Linked DNA regions of Gossypium hirsutum: region 2 is linked to region 1. A link is a contact called in public Hi-C data. All regions are on one chromosome and are shown on one strand. Each heading gives the region's core, a stretch centred on a gene start, on an enhancer-like site or on the middle of the called end of the contact. The rest is flanking DNA. Distances are from core to core; before and after follow the strand shown.

Region 1 (3,791 bases), core at 645-3,144:
TATAGCAACAAAAGAAATTTAATTGAATAACAGAAGGAAAACATAAACACAGCAAGAGCATAAAAAAGAAAAGGAAAAAAATGTCCTCCAGACACAAGGGGCATCAGGGCTTGTTAAAACAAGGGATTACTAGTGAAAAAGGTATATACTATCAGAATCACCATGTTTGACCCCTGCCCCCACTAAAAATAAAAAAACAAAAAAATTCCGCCAGACCCCAACCTTTTCTTCCACACTAAAGGCAAATGACGAACACTAAACACAAGGTTAAGAAAGCGTGAGTTGAAAATCCATCTTAATTCTTAAATCTTAAATGTCAAAACTGGTCATCAGCATGCAAACGACTTGGCTGTATAACTTCCGCAATAAGTTATGCTGTCATCATACTATGCCTCAAATCAAATATATAGGTTACCCATCCACAGAGAGAAATGCATGTATAGGCATAAATAACATCATCTCCTTCTGCCAAATACATTAGACAGTTTGTGGAGAGGAGAGACCAAAAAACAATCATTAATTGTAAGAACAGATTACGCCTGGCCTATATGCTTCTATGCCACCTTAACTAGAAACTATTTCACAGGATTGATTGCCAAATACTCAAGCATGCACTTAAACATCAAGTTTTGAACCAAAAAAATTGGAGCCAAGGGAATAGGAACAATAAATCTTCTCATTATCAGCATATGATGATTTAGTTATGTTGCTGCTTACTATAAAAGTTTTACATTTAAAAAAGAAAAAACGGTTTCTTAATTAAAAACCATTACTAAGCTTATTAAAGACAAAATAAAAATAAAAAGCTTACCAGAATTAGTTGTTTCACTAGCTGTCTTATCACGATAGCGTCTGTTAGTGTGGCTTCGGCTGCCATTTGTAACAGTACTCCTAGTTTCTTCAACTCCAGAAGATTCAAACCCCTCATCCACATCAACAGATGCCGCAATGCAGGTTATTTTTTCTTTTGGAACCTTGAATCCATCATCAACTTTAGGATTTCCTTGCTTCTCTCTAGCACCAACGTCCAAACCTAATAACTTAAAAAAATTCAATCAACAAACAGAAGGCGAATTGGAGGCAGAAATACCTTAAAGAAACATTCAACTGCATGCTGTAATGGTATCCATAGGAAGAAGAAAACGGTAAGGTATTACAGATAATTTAAAATGTAAAAGTGCCAAGCAAATTTGGGCAACAGAACTAAAATGTCATTACTTTTTTTTTCTCTTTTTTTAGACAAAGAGAGAATTGAATAGAATCATGGGTCATGGTAAGATATCAGAGAAAACAGAGCGGTGAAAGTACTCTCAAGAACAAAACCATCAGAACAGACCGTACACGGAGGAGCAATTATTACTATGAAAGCTGAATAAGAGCACAAAAAACACTACTTTAAAGACAGTTTGCTATCCAAAGTCACAGAAAACATAGCTAAGTAGAAGAAAACCAAAAGAATCAGGTCATCTAAAAATTTCACCCCCAAACCCTAAATTGATACTTGCACATGAACAAGATTTTGAAAGTGAAGCGGCAAGACTACTAGCAAACTTACTCATAGTTAATCTATACAATAAGGTTGAGATGAATGATATATCCTTCGTTTCCCGAACTCAGCAATTTGGGATGCAGTACCCAACACGATCCGACAGGGATTCCAACACGGGATACGGGTCAGATCCGGAAAAAAACAGCGGACACGGCGGTGTGGGAGAACTGAGATGAGAAGAGAAGAAAAGGAACAAAAAAAAATTGATTTGCCGAGACGAGATGGAGATGGACGATGGTAGGATGAAGATGACGATAGAAGAAGGGAAAAGACTTTAAATAATTGAAAAAAAGAACTTCCCGTGTAATGAATGCAGTACCCTATATTTGTATTTGGTTTAAATATGTGAGAGGTGCCTATACTCTTTTGAAATTTAAAAGGACGTCTCTACATTTTAGTTTTGAGATATTAAATTTTTTATTTTTTTAATTTAAAAAACTTTATTTCTTTATCTAATTTTGCGGTTAAATTATTAATGTAGCAATTAAAAAATGGTAAAATAATTTTGTAGTCTTCAAAGTTTATAATTTTTATTAATTTGGTTTTATAATTTTTACTAATTTAGTCGTTATTTTTTAAAAGTATATAAATATTATAAAAAAATTTTAAAGTTCAAAAAAATTAAAATCTTTTAAAATTCATTTTAAAATTTTATATCATGAAGAATATAAAAATTTTCAAAATTTAGAAAAATATATATTATTTACTCTTTAAATAATAATTAGAAATGTTCACTAGTAGTAGAACCCACCTAGCCCAAAATAGGGTTAGGCTTAGATTTATATTTTTTAACCTTAGGCTAGCCGAACTCAGCTTGTTTTACCATTTAAAATAATAAAAATGTAAACAAGTTATATTGATATTTTTTTAATAATTAAATTTAAATATAATTTTTTTATTGTTTTTAAACAATGAAATGAGTGATTCAAGTAAAGCGAGCTTGAAGTTGGAAAAGTTTTTGAAATTAGGCATTGGCATAACCTGGTCTGGCTTGGCCCACTAATATTTTTAATGGTAATAAAACTTTTGCAAAGTTTGAGCTATTCAATCAATTCTTATTCGATCACGGCGAGGGGCAAGGCAAAATAGAAAAACTCACATTGGGTTTAAGCATATTCAGGCTTGAACTGATACTTCCAACACGTCAAGGTGACACTCTACCGCTGAGTTATCTCCTTTTCCCACCCTCATCAAGAAATAGAACTGACTAATCCTAAGCCAAAGGATTAGGTAACTCAACAATGCTACTACTATTGAACAACTTGGCACAACTGGGGTATCCTAGATGTAATACCTCCTACCAGTATTCATTGCCAGAATAGGGTATGAGGCATTGCCGGAGTTTACAAATTAATTTTTTTACTCAATATAGCCCCTTTATAAATATTTAACCTTCCCTGCAATATTAAACCGAGACTAATCCACATCAACCAATCCAATTCAACATATTTTCAAGATAGATTCATGCATTTTTATAAGATAACCTCATCACATACCAAAACCAAGATTTGTTAGCCATACCAATAGCTGACCTTACATTCATATCACATTAACATTTACTTTATTAGCTTATACATGCCATTGATTTCCAAAATAAAGTTTCTTGATATACCAAAATCTTGAAGTTGATAGTGTGATGTGTCTCCGACCAAGTCCGACCTCCGAGCTCTTAACACTACAAAACAGGGAAAAAGGAAATAGGGTAAGCACTTTGTGCTTAATAAGCTCATGTAACAAGAATTATACTTACCTAATATTTTCAATACAGTGAAATAAACATTCATATATCCATTCAATGCATTATTACCCTAACATGCACAAACTCAACATTCAAGTTAGTACAATGATTTCCATGTGTCAATAATATATATACCATGATTGATGAGCTCATCAATACCATGATTTCCATTCCCTTATTATTTTTCCATATTTATCCCATTGAAGTTCTTGGAATTTTCGATGGATTTTCAGAGGTACACTTTTAGTGTACATTTCCGGGTCCGTCAATTCATATACATGTGAGCACAGTTCCATTTCAGAGAGCACACTTCCGCGAACCTCATCCTTACAGTGGGATTACCAATCCAGGCTAAATCTCTTATAATATAAACTCATAGAGTATTGTCGGAATTACCAGTCCAGGCTAAATCCCCTACAACGACAATTACTCTAATGAGCTTGGATCTGAATTACCAGTCTAGGCTAAATTCAGACCCTAATTCGGATTACCCGTCCGGGCTAA
Region 2 (3,791 bases), core at 477-2,976, 330 kb before region 1:
GTGTGTGTGTGTGTGTGTGTGAGAGACAGGTAACTTTACAAGCATAATAATCAAACATATGTTCTATCAAGAAGACCAATAAAGGTAACTACACAGTAAATCTCAAATGACAAGACAAGTCAAATGACCTTGAATTGCTGAATAATAGTCTGTAATGGCTATTATTATTGAGTTAAGCAGCATGCTGGTTCAAAAACATAGAACTATAAGTTTAACTTTTACACCAACAACTAGGCATTCTGAATCTTAAGGTTAAAATTTCAAACGCAGTGTAAACTCTGGGTAGGTTATCCTTGCAGTAATTAAAATTTACTATCTCTTTGAACCTTTTATGATAAAGAAGACAATGTTGAAAAGAAAACAAGAAGAACCTCTTTCTGAGTGACAGTTTCATCCAGTAAGGAAGAAGTATTCTCTAAAGCCTCTGTTTGAATGTCAATTCCATAAACACGACCATGACCAGATTCATCAGCAACCATTTTAAGCATTGCTACGGTATCATAACCATTCCCACATGTGGCATCTATGACAATATCCCCTTTATGCAGGACATGCCTCCAAACCCTGGCCAGTAATGGAAATAACATTATTTAAAAGAAATATGTATACGAAGTTGAGCACCATTGCTGAGAAGTATATGGAAATTTACCATGCAAGATTTCATGATATATAAAAAAAATTAGCATCCTTGGTATAAACAACAAAGACCAAAACTTAATTGTTAAGGAAATAGCACAAGAGGGCTTGTATCAGAAACAGGCTTCTCAGGTCCAAGTAAAATTAGATCATGCAGTTCAAAATCAGTGCAAACTTGAAGGGGAAAAATTGGAAGAAAGGATGCTGAAGAACAAAAAGATAGATTTCAGGAAGAACATCAAATTCCTATTGACACCATATAAATTTCTTTTTTTATCAATTTCAACATTTATACCCCACGAGCACTGAATTCCCATTCGCACTTCTTGATATAGTATCACTAAATTCTGGCCATACCTTTATTACTATCATATCTTATTAAACCACGTTCAATATAACATCAAGAACAAGAAGCTGCTTCAGTTTACACAGTTTCCCAGCATGTAAACCACCAACATTTATAACAGAGACATCGAATTTACAATAATGTTCTAGGAAACCTAAAAGGTCCAACAGTCCCGATTAACCACGGACTATATACTAGCAGATAGAGTACAGTTTTAAACATTACATTAAAAAATTAAAAGAAATCAGAGAGATAGAGAAAGAAAACAAAAAAGGGAAGTTAAGTACCTACAAATGAGCCACTTCTGTTGCTTTCTTCTTCCCAAAAATATAACCAACCAACTCATCCTCTAACCCTGAAATTGTATCACGAAAGATAAGTCCTTTTATTTAAATTTCACATCCAAAAAGCAGCGAATATCAACAATAGTAATAGTAAATACCAGAAAGTGGAGAGCTGTTTGAGGTGCCTCCATTGGTATGAAGAAGGGAATTGGTAGAGCAACAAAGAGTCTTACAGGGTTTTCTGACTGATGAGGAGAAGGAAGAGAAACTGAATAATAATGATTTGGTTTGAACAAGGATTGTGTTTGATAACATTGGGTTAAAGCGTGAGCTAAACCTCAAAGCTGACATTGTTACTTCTGTGAGCCTCAGACTTGTTTTTGTTTCAGTTCAGTAGTCGGGGGAGGCCGTGGAGAAAGGGAAGGATAATAACTACAAAATGGATCAGTCTAAGGGTAATATCCGTAAGATCTTTAGAACCCAGCTGATGGTGAAATTGAGTAAACCATCAGTTTTTTTTTTACCCATCCGATTTAATTAAATAAATCATTTAAAAATTATAAAAATAAAAAAATTTAATATAATTATCAATGTAATTGATTCACAAAATCAATCTATTTAATCCCTTATTCTAAACCAACATTCGATCCTATTCTCAAAACAGTGAAAATACCAATAATTCAAGTATAAATATATATATTGACATCAGTGATTGTTTGAACTCCATAAAATAAATTTAAGTAATTGCATCTTTCATAATTAAAAAAATAATTGTTTAGAAATGTTTAATGTAATTATATCATAATTTTTTCTTTTTTAAATAATACCCGCATAATTTTAAACTTTAAAAATTAATATTAATTATTATAAAAAAAATTTACCAATAATATTCTTTAAGCCAGTAACAAAACTTAAAACTAAATAATTGTGTGTAATATATTAGTCCAAAAAGCTATTGAACAATAGTCAATTGAATTTTGAAATTGGTATGAACATTGCTCTCAATACAGGAGCACGTGATTTTGAGTGAGCTGAAGCGTATTATCCTACTATTTATAGGTTAAAAGAGGTTTATGGGTCGATTGAGTTTTATCTCAATTGGCACTGATATTGTTGTCAATACAAGAGGATGTAGGTTTGAGTGCGCTGAAGCGCATTATCTCTCTATTTATAGATTAAAATGCATTATAAGTAGTATAAAATATTGTGTCAAAAAGAGCAGATTAAATCAAAACTTATAATTGTGTAAGTCAAAATGTATAAAAACTCATCTCTCGTCAATAAAAATTTCAAATTGTTTAAATAAGATTAATAAAATAACATATAAATATATTTTAAAAATAAAACACATATTCTAAAATTAAAATTAAAGAATTATTATTGTATAAAAATAACTTATTAAATTTAGATAATTTACTAAATGCACCATTAATATCACGAATTAACTAAAACTATACTAGTCTCAAACATTTTCATTAGAAGGAAGCCTAATTACTTACTTGCATGCTTTCTTTAAGTGTTAATAGCAAAATTCACCCCTATACTTTATCAAATTTATAAACGTGATATCTTTACTTTCAAAATATTTTAATGTGATATTTTTACATTAATTTCTATTTATTAATCTGGCACCTCCATCTAACGATGTTAAATTTTGACTTGTCAAGACATGTTACACAATTGTAAGGTGCTACGTGTCATTTTTCTCAAAAAAATTAATTTCAAAATATGCTAAGGACCTCAACTTAAAAAACCCAAATTCTTTTTTCACAAAAAAAATTAAAAAATTTCTCTCCTCAAGGGATAACCCCCCAAATCTCTCTTCATCCTTCTAGAGTTTGTTACGTCAATTTGTCGCCGCCACTCTTCCGGTCACCTTCTCCGATAGTGGTTCCAGCAGTTTCTTCCTCCCCTGATTTTTTTTGGGCTTTCTACTTCCCGTTCTATTCAAGCGATGGGAGTTTCAATCGATGGAACTTTTTTCTTGAATAGTTTTTTCTCTTTTTAAAGCATCTTGCTTATGAATCGAAAAAAATATTACAGCTTTTGATGGGGTAAGAGTCGAGGACTTGCATATGGGTCTTGATGGTAACATTAGGGAACATTTTTAATAATAACTCGATGGTGAAAAATAATAATAAGTCATTAATGAAGCAATAAGAGCACTCGGATTGTGAATCTAAAAGAGCCATTATGAATGCCCTAGAATCGTTGAATCAAAAGGGAAACAATGGGTTCATAAGTAGAATTTGATATGATTGATTCCCATAAATCTAAAGGGATGAGTTGAGAAGAGAGAAACAAAGAATAGAAGAGAAGAGGAGAGACCAGAATTTCATTTACTAACAAATTGACTAAGTTCTTCCTGGCTGTTCTCTATGCTAAAAAGCCAAGGAAGACGTTATAGGGAAATTGAAAATCAATTATGGCTGTTACAATGACAGTTGAGACTCAAAACGCACAATTTAATTAAACGGCAAACACGCCATAACCTAGTTTCAACGCACCGTTTTGACCTTTAAAAT

What was found. A called contact is a pair of places that touch in the nucleus more often than the background predicts.
Region 2: a contact with region 1 is called in a Hi-C map of leaf, with 3 times the contacts expected there. The contact joins the promoter of LOC107894357 here to the promoter of LOC121202928 in region 1. A contact is called at or near these places in 2 of 34 Hi-C or Micro-C datasets (both in leaf).

Annotation. Positions count from the first base shown.
Region 1 is chrA13:88,718,282-88,722,072 of Gossypium_hirsutum_v2.1, reverse strand. LOC121202928 (pre-mRNA-splicing factor ATP-dependent RNA helicase DEAH7) reads right to left here and starts at 1,894. Exons shown (of 15, transcript XM_041085144.1): 1 at 1,556-1,894; 2 at 812-1,033. The coding sequence starts at 1,559.
Region 2 is chrA13:89,045,326-89,049,116 of Gossypium_hirsutum_v2.1, reverse strand. It overlaps LOC107894357 (putative rRNA methylase YtqB), which reads right to left and starts at 1,726. Exons shown (of 5, transcript XM_041084788.1): 1 at 1,425-1,726; 2 at 1,274-1,337; 3 at 333-564. The coding sequence starts at 1,617.